Regions from separate parts of the Mus musculus genome. Here region 2 is linked to region 1. A link is a contact called in public HiChIP or PLAC-seq data. All regions are on one chromosome and are shown on one strand. Each heading gives the region's core, a stretch centred on a gene start, on an enhancer-like site or on the middle of the called end of the contact. The rest is flanking DNA. Distances are from core to core; before and after follow the strand shown. Region 1 overlaps Pcdh15 (protocadherin 15). Region 2 has its middle 120 kb from the start of Gnaz.

Region 1 (7,722 bases), core at 2,382-4,881:
AATTAAAGTCTGAATTTGTGTTCCTATTGTGTTCCTCTCTGGAAAATTATAAATATTGTATTACATTAAGTGAGAGTTAATTATGAAGAGTTATCTTTATAATCTATCATCAATTTATCTATCATCTCATCTCTCTACTATTCTACCTAATTTATAAATCTATTGTCTATTATCTGAGTACCACTTATCTATATCTATGTTTATCTCAATCTATTTACACATCAACTATCATCTACCCACCCATTATCTAGCTAGCCAGCATATATAATTTTATATAGTTTTATAGTAAATTACCATAAAATTGGTGTCAATATATTAATTTGTAACTTTAAGCAACTAAACATATTTGATTTTTCAGTCTGTCAGAAGTCTCGTTATGCTGATTGAGATATAGGCAGCTCTGAGGACCATTTTGGAGCCCTCGGGAAGGGTTGTGTCTTTTATTAAACTTCTCTTTAATATCTCCTACATAAATCACAATTCTTCTTAACCTGCCAGTATATCATTATTCCAGCTTCCAGAAGTGGATGCTCTTTGCTTCCCAATGCTTTTCTTTAAATCCAGAATGGCTAGAGATGTCTTGGGGTTTAGCCAACACAGATCATCTTGCATCTTTCTCTTACTCACAAAGACTTTTATATTTGTGTTATCTCTACTCAAATGTCTCAGAGCTCCTTGTTTTTCACTCACTACATCAGAGGAGTCCCTCAAGGCCAAATCTTCCAGAAGTCCAGAGGTTAAATTAGAGATCTCTTGAGGATGGAGGCCACCAATCTGTCTACTATTGCTTTAATTTTTGTACATAAATTCCAGGTGACGTGTTTACAAAACAGAAAGATTTTAGGGTGTTTTCAAATAACAAAGTTAGTGAATGTAAAGCTATTTTTATAATACAAATGTTTGTATTTTGTACCTTTCATTCTTGCATGAACATGACCAGGGATAGGACTATTGTTAATAGTTGTACCAACCTTGGGAACATTGTGGGTTAAATGCTTTTTGAGTGCTATTTCCATTTAATTTTGTAATAAAATCTTAAGGATCATTAATTGTCTTTATTTTTATCAATGAACATAATGGGGCTTAAAGAAATTGAAAAACATGCTTAAAATTATACAACTAGACGAGCCAGCAAAGTATTCTGACCCAAACATCTGATAACATGCACAAAATAATTTCATGTAGGGTTTCACTTAGGTCATTTTAAGATCCAGGAGAATATTTAAAACTCTGCCTTGTAATTTAGAAGGAATAGGGCACAGAGAATTTTGTGTCAATAGTTTTTGAAAAGGCATTTTTATGCATACAGATACCAGACCTTTTATTTTATTATAATTCTGTTTCTGAAAACATAAGAAATAACATCTCATTGGGACATTTCTGAAGCTTTCTCAGTTTTTAATAAGTATGTTAGAGGCTGAGGGGAGATAATAGAATGGAATTCAGGAAATAAAATTTACTTCTAAACTGCTTCAGAAAGATGGAGGAGGTAGTGGAAATGAATACTGTCTTTTTGAAGACATCTCTTGACCCACTTCAAAAAAACAGGAAATGATTCAGGAACAATGAGACCTCCCATCCTATGGATCAAATTCTGCTCCCAACTATTCTTGCCCAAAACAATCAGATATTTATTAACACAGGATGAAGGGACCAAATTATGATACATGTACATGAAAGTTTCTGAAGTTTATTAAGTTACTGAAATATAACTAATGACAGAAAATATTCTGGATAATATAGTAGAAAATGAAAAGAAATAGTTCAAGGTTTTTAAAAGAGCCTACAGATGAGAATGCATGTATGTATGCATGTAGCTACAGTAAAATTGATTAGGAGAAAATATACTGAGCTTTTTTTTTTTACTGAGCTTTAAGAGAACAAAAATATAGAAATGTAAATTCAATTTCTCTATTATATACATTTTGTAATTTTATATAATAAAAGTTTTCATTTTTCTAACTAAAAATAAATTAATGTTAATAAACAGAGGCAGAGAACCTCACAGATTTTAAACATAATACTCTCCTAAATATACACAGTTATTCACAGTTATATAGTCAGTTAGTCAACTGCTAAAACCCTACAGTGAGTTTGACCAGGCCCATTATGTGCATTTTTACATGCAAAGAGGAGGCACTGTATAAATATTTACTTTTTGCACATGATTAAACTCAGGATAAAAACTTTCACTTTACTCTGTGATATAAAAAGATAGATTTGTGGTTTTCTGCTTCACTTTCTTAACAATGATATTTCCAACTTATATATGACTTACTTGTGAAGACTTAACCAAGAAGGAATGCATAAACAGAACAATGGCCATTCAAACTCCAATCGAATTATTCTTTAATCTTTTTATCTTTGTTGAGTCCATTAATCACTAGCATGCAACATAGTAAATAATCAAATTTAACAGAAAATTTGGAAGCAATTTAAGATGAAGCAATGTACTTGCAACTATTTAGTGTAATGGGCAGGCTAAATTTAGCCGTTGGAAAGTCCATAATGAATACCTGTTAGCATTTCACGGTTCTTGCAGTAAGTAGGTCATTACCCCTAAGCATTATCTTCCCTCCACTTCTAAACCACTTATTAAGGAAAAAAAAATCTTTGAAGCAACATCACTTCACAAATTAGATCAGTTAGTCATCTGCAAGTATTTTTGAGTGCAAGTCAGTAAAAATGAAAATTAAAAATAATAATAGAAAGTAAACTTCTACCAATATGATCTTCAAATATCCCATAATATCCCATGCCTTCAAAGTGACCTCCCTATTGTTCACCCTCAAGAATTACCTCAAACACATTGGTGTTCTAATTTACTTTTGAAAAGTTAAGGTTATTTTTCCCTCTGTCTTTCCTGGCTAGTCTCCATTCTCTTTCATTTTTACTATAGACTTTTATCACTATACTAACTTACCCCATGGGTTACCACCACACCTCATGGGCTATGAGGATTCAGCCTACCTATTTTCAAGGAGACACATTTCAACTCAAGCCAACCATATTCTACAGCCAAGAGACACTGCCATAGGCTCAAAAGTTACTGTCCCAGATGCCTTGATGGTACAGTTGCAAAAAGAATATTAGTTTCTAATATCCTGTGTTTCTCTAGTGTTTGTATTTCCTTAGATCCTGTTCTACTTGTTCTTTGATTGTGCAAGCCTTAGATGTTTATTCTGGAAAACTCTTAGCATGAATAAGTCAAGCATAGTTTCCATTGCTCCTAACCAGGGGTCCTTTCCAGGAATAGTTCAGGATGTTCTGTTTAATATATTTTACAGAGAGAGGACCCAGAGTGACAGTAGCCTTCTCTTCTCAACTTAACAGAAGACATTATAAAATGCAAACTTTCTGGGATTTTGTTGTTGTTGTTGTTAAAGAGTTTAATCAAATTAATTAACTTTAAATGAAATTTTAGCCTATAATCCCTGTTACCGCCATAGAGCTACATTTATCTTGATCATTATTTTTGAATAGAACACCTCATCTTTGTTAATAAATTGCCTGGTTGTCGTTCAAGATACAAGAATTCAAACTAATGACTCAAGAATAACTCAAGGTAAAGTATGTGGGACCTACCCACAAAAGTGATAATGAGCCATTGTTCTCACTGGGTGATTGTTAGACTTTTGAGGTATGACTCAAACATACTTGATAATAATAGTCATAGCTTTTTAATTCAGAGGATCCTCTGAAATTGCAATAAATTATATTCTCTGAAAAGAATACCATGTTTAAAAATCTCAAATATCCAATGAGATAGAGATATTTTACCCCTGAAGGAAGTTGATAATTCTAAAATTTAGAAAATTTAGTAAGCACTGAAGCTTGATAGGGAACCTAGGCCTATCTCCTACCAAAGATAAGAATGTGAGACAATTTCACAAATATTTTATGCATATGCCTATTTCTATTATATTAAGGGAAATTTGAATATGAACAATTCAACTGTTAACCTTTGTGAGATGCACAGTGTTTGTTAATAAAGATTTAAAAAAAATAACATTTTCCCCTTATACATAGTACTACCGGAGGATCCCGCAATACCTCTCCTGGGCATATATCCAGAAGATGTCCCAACTGGTAAGAAGGACACATGCTCCACTATGTTCATAGCAGCCTTATTTATAATAGCCAGAAGCTGGAAAGAACCCAGATGTCCCTCAACAGAGGAATGGATACAAAAAATGTGGTACATTTACACAATGGAGTACTACTCAGCTATTAAAAAGAACGAATTTACAAAATTCCTAGACAAATGGATGGACCTGGAGGGCATCATCCTGAGTGAGGTAACCCAATCACAAAAGAACTCAAATGAAATGTACTCACTGATAAGTGGATATTAGCCCAGAAACTTAGTATAGCAAGATATAAGGTACAAGATGCAAAACACATGAAACTGAAGAAGAACGAAGACCAAAGTGTGGACACTTTGCTCCTTCTTAGAATTGGAAACAATCACCAATGGAAGTAGTTACAGAGACAAAGTTTGGAGCTGAGACAAAAGGATGGACCATCTAGAGACTGCCATATCCAGGGATCCATCCCATAATTAGCCTCCAAATGATGACACCATGGCATACACTAGCAAGCTTTTGTTGCAAGGACCGTGATATAGCTGTCCCTTGTGAGACTAGGCCGGGGCCTAGCAAACACAGAAGTGGATGCTCACAGTCAACTATTGGATGGATCACAGGGCCCCCAATGGAGGAGCTAGAGAAAGTATCCAAGAAGCTAGAGAAAGTATCCAAGGAGCTAAAGAGATCTGCAACCCTATCGGTGGAACAACATTATGAACTAACCAGTACCCCAGAGCTCTTGACTCTACTGCATATGTATCAAAAGATGGCCTAGTCGGCCATCAATGGAAAGAGAGGCCCATTGGTCAGGCAAACTTTATATGCCCCAATACAGGGGAATGCCAGGGCCAAAAAATGGGAATGGGTGGGTAGGGGAGTGTGGGGGGGGGAGGGTGTGGGGGACTTTTGGGATAGCATTGGAAATGTAATTGAGGAAATTACGTAATAAAAAAAATTAACATTTTCTCCTTATTTGCTTTATTGCCATACTTAGCAATTCATGTGTGGAATATCTTCTACGGGAACAGTCTATGAGTAAAGCCGAGCCTCTGGGCTGCCTACCACCCTTGCTATCCTTGTATATGTTAATAAAACAGGCACATAGCTCTGCATGTCAAGCAACAAAGATGGAAAGCACATGGTGTAAGTAAATAACTAGCAACAAACTTTCCAAATCGAGAGTGACAGCATTTAGAATAATGATTTCCTTTGAACTGCTTGCCTGTAATTATTTTTAAAAAGGTATTACATAGGGAGCTAGTTCTCAACAAGTTTCCATAAGCGATGAAAGCAGGAACAAGATTGATTAATGGAACTCATCAAAATTTCTGGGAATAAAAAAGCTGAATCAGATTTGGGAGAATTGAATGCTAGACTTGCATTCTAAATAATGATCAAAAAAGAATGGCATGCTAAATTTATGTTTATTGTTTTTGAGTCATAAAGTTTTTAGAAACACTACCACAGTTTTAATCACAGATTGATCCTCACATGGTGATAGTGTGTGATTTCAGTAGTCTATGCTCACCAATAAATATGTTATCAAAACAAAAACTAAACAGAGAAATGCTGGCCCTAACTGATATGTTATTTCAAATGGACTTAACAGAACAATTCACTCAAACACAAAAGAATATACCTTCCTCTCAGCATGTCATGTTTCTCTAAAACTGACCACATACTTGGACACAAAGCAAGTCTTAGATACAAGAAAATTGAAATAATACCTTGTATCGCATATGGCCACCACATATTAAAGTTGGATATCATCCACAAGAGAAAGCTTACAAACTCACAGAAACTAAATATATATTGTCAGGAGTCAACAAGCTGGTAACTAGCAGGTGACCATCCTGAGATGAGTCTGCCTTGGAATAAAAATCCATGCAGATTTGTTCCCATAGCCAAGGCCCAGGAGAAGTTCATTTTTGGAAAGATTCCTATTACTAATATGCTTTTCCTGTTATTATTAAACATATATACCCATCACTAGGAATTAGCCTACCCCTTTGAGCAGATCTCTGCATAACTATGAAGATGTGTTGTCTTTAGTGTTGCTATATAGACAAGAAGATGATATCTTTATCCTTAATGATGATTCTATAAGAATTCCTAAATTATAGTAATTATTAAGCTCTTTTAATAATGCTTCTATTAAGTCCTTTTTGATAGTCAAAACTGCAATGAGAGCTCTTCTTGTCTTTAGTGTCACCTCTGATAGTAAGCAGGAAATCTACTACTCAGAGCACATTCCAAGAGGCTGTAAAACCATTAACCTATAATCACAAATTTAATATAGGGGCTAGGACAGAAGATAAAATATTGACTCGGTTTATCTATACACAACTTCACTAATAACTTAGTTATGTTTTTAACTCTCCATGAACCTGTGGAGCTTTGACAGGTGATGAATGTTTATCCAGATCATTCCTCCTAATGAATATGCATGTAAATTCTCTGTTGTAAACATCTTATGATTATTTGAATTCATGTGTAAACTTCTGATGACCTTTTAACCATGTGATAATGTATTCTGAAAGATATATAAGTGATAAAAACAAAGAGAAAAGGATCATTCCACTTCCCCCATTTTCTTTTGTTTTTTTCTTCTTTTTTATTGGATATTTTCTTTATATTTCAAATGTTATCCTCTTTCCTGGTTTCTCCTCCAAAAAACACCCTCCCCTATCTGCTCCCCCCTCCCTCTGCTCACCAACACACCCACTCCCAATTCCTGGCCCTGGCATTCCCCAACACTGGGGCATACAGCCTTCATAGGACAAAGGGCCTCTCCTCCCATTGATGTCTGACTAGGCCATCCTCTGATGCATATCCAGCTGGAGCCATGATTCCTACCATGTGTGCTCTTTGGTTGGTGGTTTAGTCCTTGGGAGCTCTGGGGATATGAGCTAGTTCATATTGTTGTGCCTCCTATGGGGCTGCAAACCCCTTCAGCTCCTTGGGTTCTTTCTTTAGCTCCTTCATTGGGGATCCTATTCTCAGTCCAATTGATGGCTATGAGCATCCACCTCTGTATTTGTGAGGCACTGGCAGAGTCTCTTAGGAGAGAGCTATATCAGGCTCCTGTCAGCAAGCACTTGTTGGAATCCGCAACAGTATCTGGGTTTGGTGATTGTAACTGGGTTGGATCCCCAGGTGAGTCAGTCTCTAGATGGTCATTTCTTTAGTCTCTATTCCACACTTTGTCTCTGTAACTCCTTCCATGGGTGTTTTGTTCCCCACTTCTAAAATAGAATTATCCACACTATGGTCTTCCTTCTTGAGTTTCATGTGGTTTGTGAATTGTATCTTGGGTAAAATTAATTTAAACAAATTAGTATCCTTCCTCTACACAAAGGATAAGCAGGCTGAGAAAGAAACTAGGGAAACCACACCCTTCACAATAGTCACAAATAAAATAAAATATCTTGGTGTGACTCTAACCAAGCAAGTGAAAGATCTGTATGACAAGAAATTCAAGTCTGAAGAAAGAAATTGAAGAAGGTCTCAGAAGATGGAAAGATCTCCCATGCTCATGGGTTGGCAGGATTAATATAGTAAGAATGGCCATCTTGCCAAAAGCTATCTAACCTATTCAGTGCAATCCCCATCAAGATTTCAACTCAATTCTTCA
Region 2 (7,722 bases), core at 2,944-5,443, 310 kb before region 1:
AATTGAAAGAAATGAGTTAGGCCATATGGCCATTATTCTAAGGGAATAGACAACTTGTGACTACATGGGAAGTCACTATAGTCAGGTCACTTCTAGAGTCCCTTGGAAACGACTATACTTGATCATACCTGGGTGATTTTAAAGGCTAGATATAGCATAGGGCTCCTATTATCCTGTGAGCCTCCAGGACTCTTAGCCACCTAGAGCTTCCATGAGTATATTACTCATGCTCCACTGTGCAGAACTGATGGATTTGCTGTGTTGAGAACACAGGACCGATACATTTAGCATAAATAATGGATTATATTGTGTCATAAACACAAACTCCCAAGCCTCTGCTGGGCCTGTGCCAGTGACTATTAGGTTGGAGAGGGATAAAGAGAGGGAAGCCAAACGACTCCACCCGAAACGTTGCTCTGCAATGTTCTTCACTGCCCTGCTCCACTTTAAAGGGGCACATTTATAAATGACAAGTGATGGGCTGGAGAGATGGCTCAGCGGTTAAGAGCACTGATTGCTCTTCCAGAGGTCCTGAGTTCAATTCCCAGAAACCACATGGTGGCTCAGGACCATCTGTAATGGGATCCGATGCCCTCTTCTGGTGTGGCTGAAGACAGCCGCAGTGTTAAAAAAAAATGACAAGTGACTTAGTTAATGCAAAACCATGTCGCTCTCTAGCTGGGAACTTACTACCCTAAGAGCAGCTTTGACTACATGTGGAAGGGCACAATCTTATGTATGGTAATATGCTTGTTAAAATGTAAAATAACTCCTTTATGGTACTCATGTACTGTGAATTATGATTTCGGCATTACTTTACTCCATGAGTGGCATTGACTGTACTGGAGTTAAAGACCATCTGAAATTAAAAATAGAGATTTGATTATTTAAGGAGTCACAGAGGAGTTCAGTACAACTAGAAAGTTAGCGAGATACTACATCTTCAGAAGCCCGAATGACCTTTTCTCTTTGATGACCGAGCTATTAAAGTAGACTCGAAGTTTTTGTGTAGATAACCTCCGCTGAGACACACAGTACTCTGATCTCTTTATGACTCTAAGAACATTAGAGAAGCAGCTCTTCTGCACGTTTTCATGTGTCCAATTGATACACCCAGACAAAGACGCTGTTGAAGAAACCAACCACACGATGCCCACCTCGCAACACTTGCACTTACAATTAGTGCTCACGAGTGACGCTTAGGTGCTGGAGGCTCTTTGGCCGGCAACAAACCGTACACATGGACAACACAGCAAAAGCCACCAGAAGTGCATGGGACTCACGCTTTAAATTAAGTTAAACTTCACAAGTCCCCCGCCCCCCCAGGTATATTTTCTTGCTTTTACTTTTAATGATTGTTTTTCCCCATACAGTATAACTTGTGCTTCCCACATCTTGGTTTTCATTAATAACTTAAAGCAAAACAGGAGAGGTCCGTATAGTATAATTTGGTTAGACAGTCTTGGTTAGATTATAGTTTGCTTTCTATAGACTGATGGCAAGGCCCCATTGCCAACGACAACCCCCCCGCATAAGTTGTGGAACATGGAGAAGTCAAGATGGTGCCCACCTAGAGCCTAGATGTGCTAGATTCTTTACTCCAGGAAAATACGCTGTATTCTTTCAAAAAGAAACATAATTAGCAAGTCAGACACAAACCCTTTATCTACCACGCTGTACTATGGAAAGTCTGCTCATATGCCAAGGAAAGAGTAACACAGAGGCTTGTGGTGACAATCAACCAACAACTGATCTGATTTAAAGCCCACTCCACAAGGTGGGGTCCATCCCCAATGTTGCTTGGGTGACCAAGAGCCCAAGTCAGGGACCTAGGAGAAAATCAAATGCCACTGTTCTACTAAAGGAACGTAGCAACAAAGTGACTCCTAATGACACTCTGCTATGCTCATAGGTCAGTGCCACTATCAGAGAAGCTTCCTCTTGCAGCAGATGGGAACAAACATAGAGACCCACAGGCACACAACAGGCAGAGAGGGAGTGACCTCAGAAGAGTCAGCCGGAAGCGGGATGTCTCCATCAAATCTCTCCTCTCGGGGCTCAGGGAACCCTGTGGAAGAGGAGACAGAAGAGTGTAAGAGCCAGAGGGAATGGAGGACATCAAGGAAACAAGGCCTTCGGTATACAAAAGGACCCACAATGACTGTGGTAGCATGCAAAGGTATTTCTCAGGTTTTTGATGGATCACAGATGGTGGGCGTCCTAGAACTGAAAGGAGAAGAGGACACATGCCCCATCTCTAACCCAGAAGCTACCTCCAATGGAGAACTATCTGCAAATGAAGCTTTACTTTTTCTCCAAGGGAGTCTCACTGGGGAAACAAGCTACTCTTGAAGGGTAGGTGCCATGTGCAACCGCAGATGGCTGAGGCAAAACAAACTCAGCATCTTTGGAAGTTTTTTGTCTCATAATGATGTCAGGGCATTTTTTCTTCAATTTTATCTTATTTTAATTTTTATTATGTATGTATTGTCTCTCTTTTTACCTCACAAGTCCTTTATATATCCCTATATATAGATATTCATATTAATTTCTCTATCTATCTATCTATCTATCTATCTATCTATCTATCTATCTATCTATCTATCTATCTATCTATCTATCTTTCTATCTCTATGATGCTATGATCCATCCATCCGTCTGTCTGTCTGTCTGTCTGTCTGTCTGTCTGTCTATGTATCTCTCTATTATGGTTTAGTGTTTTTATCAGATTCCTTACTATGTGAACAAGTTGGTTTCTGTGTCTCTGTATAATTCTTGTGCCTTTTCTTGGGCTCTTTTTCGTCTGTTTGTTTGTTTGTTTTGTTCTATTCTGATGTGTTAGTTTTTGTTTTGTATTATTATATTTTATTATTATCCCTTAAAAGGCTGCTTGCTTTTGAGTGAGAGACAGAAAGAGATTGATCTAGAAGGAACTAGGAGGAGTAGAGAGGGAGGGGAAACCAATGTCAGGATTTGCTATATGAGAAAAAAAACCCCTATTTTCAATAAAAGGAAGAACAAAAAAGGAAAGCTTTTTATGACCCAGATGTCATAATGTCCCTACTTAGGGATATTTATCTGTCTACTTCCTGTTGTCTAAGAAACTGAAATAAGAAAAAGATACTTTAATGTGCACAGAAACAAGCATATTTATGGCTTCCATCCTACCACGGGCCTCCTTAATGAAACTAAAATAACTATGTCACTAAAAGAAAGAATTGGAAGGTCTTGTGAATGGTACCCTGACTCTCTTCCTTGGCTAAACTTTGCTAGCCTGTCAATAGACTGTGGCAGGAAAGGGTTATGTAGGCCTTCATGCTACATGGAAGATTAACTTCCTCCGTTATACAAAGATATATTCCAGAAGCCAAGAATTCATATGGATTCCCACCTGAAGCCGGCTTATATGTCGACAGAATGAAAACGTGAGTAGAATGCCATGATAGTCCCATTTTTTTTTTGGGTTTGTATTTTTGTTTTGTTTTTGTACTTAGTTGAACTCTCTTTTATGGTGTAGCAAGTGGCATACATTTAAAAAGAAATATTCATGCAGCTGATTAAAAAAATATTTAGTCTTGAAATTTAATCTGGTAGCTTGCATTTGGTGAACAAATGTGTACAGCATCTTTTTTTTCAATCAGGAACTCTCCCTTCGTCTAAATGAATGTATTTAAAATGCACGAAATTAATAAGCATTTGTTTCACACATTTCAACGTAGGTTTCTTCCTACATTTCTTTCATTGTCTCATTTTCTCAGAAAGGAAACTAGCAAAGTTTAGCCTCCTGTACTCAGCTAAGACCCTGGCTACACGGAATTTACCAAATGTTTCACAGGAGGAAGGATGCTCTGAAAGAATTGAATTCTCTTTCTCTTCTCAAGATCTAAAATCCTCTTGGTGTTAAAGAATCAGTGGCCGATATTCACAGAGACATTTTCTTCTGGGCAACATCACTTAGCTAGGAACTTTTAAAACATTAGGAGCTAGAGAAAACAAGCATAGATTTCTATTCTTTTGGTAAAGAGCTTCGGGAAAACCAGCCTCCCTATATAAAACCAAGCAATCGTATGATGCACTCTCAATGGGAATGTGTAAGATACAGAAGTTTCTGGCAACCCACCACGACCTGGTGTTAGTGTTTTTTTGTGCTTCGGTACTGCCTATTGTGTGGGATCTGCATTTGAATAGTAGCTCAACTTCCATCAAACAGCAGAGGGCGCTCCAACATCAGTCTGCTTTCTGTTCTACTCGGTTCAGTTTAGTCATAAAAATTAACCCTTAAATGTGAAAAAATTCCCAAGTAACATAGCACACACCCAAATGGGTACAATTGATCAAAGTTTCAAGGAAGTGTAGCGCTGAGTCTGAAACTTGTCTTTGGGGGAAATTGTTAAAAGTCTCTGTGACACAGAAGAACGGACGTCACTTGAATACAGAGCTGGTGTACTGTTCTAGCTTAGAGCAATGGAATCAAATAGAATCATCGGCACAGTTTGCAATCTTGCAGGGTGGCCACAGGAAGGTCACTCCTTGGTTTGTTTTTGCCGAACTTATTTTCAAAGTTGCTTAGCCTAATTTGATACAAGATGTATACAACCATTACTTCAATAGTGATATCAATGTTCCGGAATATTAGCGTGTGATTGTAACGACGGAAATATTGAATGGAATTATTTTTAAGAGCTGAAAACTTAAAAATCTCAGTATGTGACAGATGAATCCATCCTCATGGATCGTGATAAACACCAAGAGACTAAGACATCACTTTTCATGTCTTAAGGATGTCTTAAGGATGAAAACGGGACTGGAGAGGTGGCTCAGCACTTGAGAGCACTTGTTCCTCTTGCAGAGGATCTGTGTTCAGTTCTCAGCATCCACACGGCAGCTCACAACCACCTGTAACTCCAATTCCATGGGGTAAGATACCCCTGTCTTCTGCAGGTGTAATATACTCATACACTTCGGGCAAAACTCTCATACCCATAATGTAAATACAATTTAAAAAATGTAAAAATCCAGAGTGAAAATGTAGAAAAAACAGGCACACTCATGAAGCAAAATCATAAAATTAATTTCCAGAATTCTTCATAATCATTCATTATGATGATCTGTCTCCTGTCAGGGGTCCTTATTTGATATGTATCTTATTTCATACTTATTTTTATCCTGCTTTGTGTATTTAATTTTTATAGCAATATTTTTCATTCTTTCCTTTTTCTTTTTGTATGGTTTTTATTACATTTACATATATCATGACAGTATATTTAAAAAGAATACCAAATTAATGTATATAGCATGAATATAAAATTTCTACATTTTATTCCTCCCACAAATTTTGCAATGGATATCACAATTTTCACCATTTCTGTTCTAAATTTTATTTGTTATTTATAATTTGTTTATTATTTCCTGTTATGTGGTCTATGATAAGCTGAAACTCATAATCTTTCACTGTTTAAGTTTTTCTGCATTTAGAACTTTAAAGTTCTGAAAATTTGTTTCCTATTCTAGCATAAAATAAAATAGTAGTTCAACAAATTCTTAACAAAGCTCTTCAAAACAATGAGTAATTGTGTTTGGAAATGCCAGAAATGCCCTTTCTCAATAATGAACACTCGTTCTTCACAAACATCAACACTTACTTTCAGTTTTGAAACTCAAGAAGAAATGGTTCGTTTCAGACTCTCCTCTGCAAGAGCATCGACGTCTATGGTGTAAGTGCAGTCATCTTTGTCCTTGATGTCTTCCTGACTGTAATTTCTGAATCTCCCACATACTGCTTTGATCTTCTTCTGTGCCCAAGGAGAGAAGAGAACATCTGACCACCAGCCTTCACACAGTGAGTTGTTCATATCAGACATGTATGTGTGCCATATGTCACAGATGGTGTCTTTGCTTTCTCCATGTTGTACCATTAAAATCCAACCTGATACCCTCTTACAATAAATTCTTGCCATGTGGCTGACAAAAAACAGGTTATGAAATAAGCAAGATTTAGCTATGGCAACTCTTGTGACTAAATAGTGAGTCCAAACCCCAGGCATATGCTATGCATTCATAAAAGACTCACATTTAAATACAACAAAACATCTAAAAAGAAAGATAATCATTATAAGTTCCAGGCATTTCTGTTGCATATTCACAGGATGGTTTATTTCAAAAGCATCCATAAATTGCCAATAAAGTAACATCTGAGGAATGTCAGGTCATGTGACATTTGCAGTCTTTGTATGGAGAAACAGACTTCAGAGTCCCAGATATCTTAAAAGGAGCATCAAACAGATGAAGCCAGCTTGATACATAAGGAAGTACTGGAAGCTGAACGAAGATGAGACTTCATTGCCCTTAATGTGCACTCCAGGGACTTGGTCCCTTAGTGAACCCCACGGGGAGCCTAGTACATACCCAAGATAAAGGCTGACTGGCAGAAGGTTGGCTTAGAGAGGGGAGCTAGTTCATCAAGCATTTCTAGATAAGAGGAGTCCCTGGGAATTTGACTGTGAGCTGGCGGTGGGCATGTTGAGGGTCCAGTAACAGTTGTCTTTAGATCAACGTCTGTCTGGAGGAAATGAAGGGAGGACTGTGCAAGGGAGGAAGTGAGGTGGAGATGGAGGCTCAGTGGGACCTCAGCCAACTTTGGTAATAGTCACATTGGGGTGGTCCTTCACAGTCATCCTATATGGTGAGATTGACAAGTATATCACACTCCTTAGGGATTATTTATTGGATGCAGGATAATCCTGAAGGAGCAGATAATGTAGGCAAACATGGGGAAGGTGTCATTCAGGACCACTGGCAGACTGGCACACATGCAAATATATATGTTATATATATAATACACACACATATACATTATATATGTATACACATACACATACAATACACATCATACATCATATATGTATACATATATGTAAACATATTCACACATACACATATACATCATGTATGTATACACATATAATACAATACACACATACATATATACATCATATATGTATATACATACAATACACATTCACACATACACATATACATCATATATGTATGCACATGTAATACAAATATATATCATATACATATATGCAAACAACAGCAATAAATGAAAAAAGAGGCCACAAATCTAAAAGAAAACAAGGAAGTGAATAGGAAGTCTTTCAGGGAGAAATGGAAAGGGGAAATGACTTAGTTATATTATAACCTCAAAAATAAAAGAAAAAATGGGCAAAGTAACAGAGAATTCTCAACAGAGGAATCTCCAATGACTGAGAAGCACCTAAGGAAATGTTCAACATCCTTAGTCATCAGGGAAATGCAAGTCAAATGACCCTGTGATTCTACCTCACACCCATCAGAATGGCTAAGGTTAAAAGTGACAGCAGATGCTGGTAAGAATGTGGAGAAAGAAGAACACTCCTCCATTGCTGATGGGATTGTGAACTGGTGCAACCACTCTGGAAATCAATCTGGGGATTCCTCAGAAAATTGGAAATAGCTCTATCTGAAGATCCAGCTAAACCACTCCTGGGCATTTACCCAAAAATGCCCCACCACACCACCAGGACACATGCTCCACCATGTTCATAGCAGCCTTATTATACTCACAGACAACAGGAAGCTTAACAAGAAGGAAGGCCCAAGTGTGCATACCAGAAACTCACTTAGAAGGGGAACAAAACTCACTTAGAAGGGAGGCAGAGGGAGGAGGAAACTGGCTGGGAG

What was found. HiChIP or PLAC-seq counts read pairs in DNA pulled down with a chosen protein or histone mark.
Region 2: a contact with region 1 is called in a CTCF HiChIP or PLAC-seq map of the NIH/3T3 cell line, with 8 read pairs. The contact joins two enhancer-like sites. A contact is called at or near these places in 1 of 15 datasets of contacts at CTCF or cohesin (the NIH/3T3 cell line) and 1 of 484 Hi-C or Micro-C datasets (pancreatic cancer cells).

What each region holds. Positions count from the first base shown.
Region 1 is chr10:74,534,425-74,542,146 of GRCm38.p6, reverse strand. All of the region lies in intron 27 of Pcdh15 (protocadherin 15), which reads right to left. Among named protein-coding and RNA genes, the nearest start is that of Gm40691, 400 kb to the right of the region's middle. Within about 2 kb of position 3,631, at least 6 of the 459 cell types and tissues checked have an H3K27ac peak or open chromatin away from gene starts, as enhancers often do. A contact at or near this core is called in the NIH/3T3 cell line, where this site is marked.
Region 2 is chr10:74,845,047-74,852,768 of GRCm38.p6, reverse strand. No RefSeq gene overlaps it. Among named protein-coding and RNA genes, the nearest start is that of Gnaz, 120 kb to the left of the region's middle. Within about 2 kb of position 4,193, at least 7 of the 459 cell types and tissues checked have an H3K27ac peak or open chromatin away from gene starts, as enhancers often do. A contact at or near this core is called in the NIH/3T3 cell line, where this site is marked.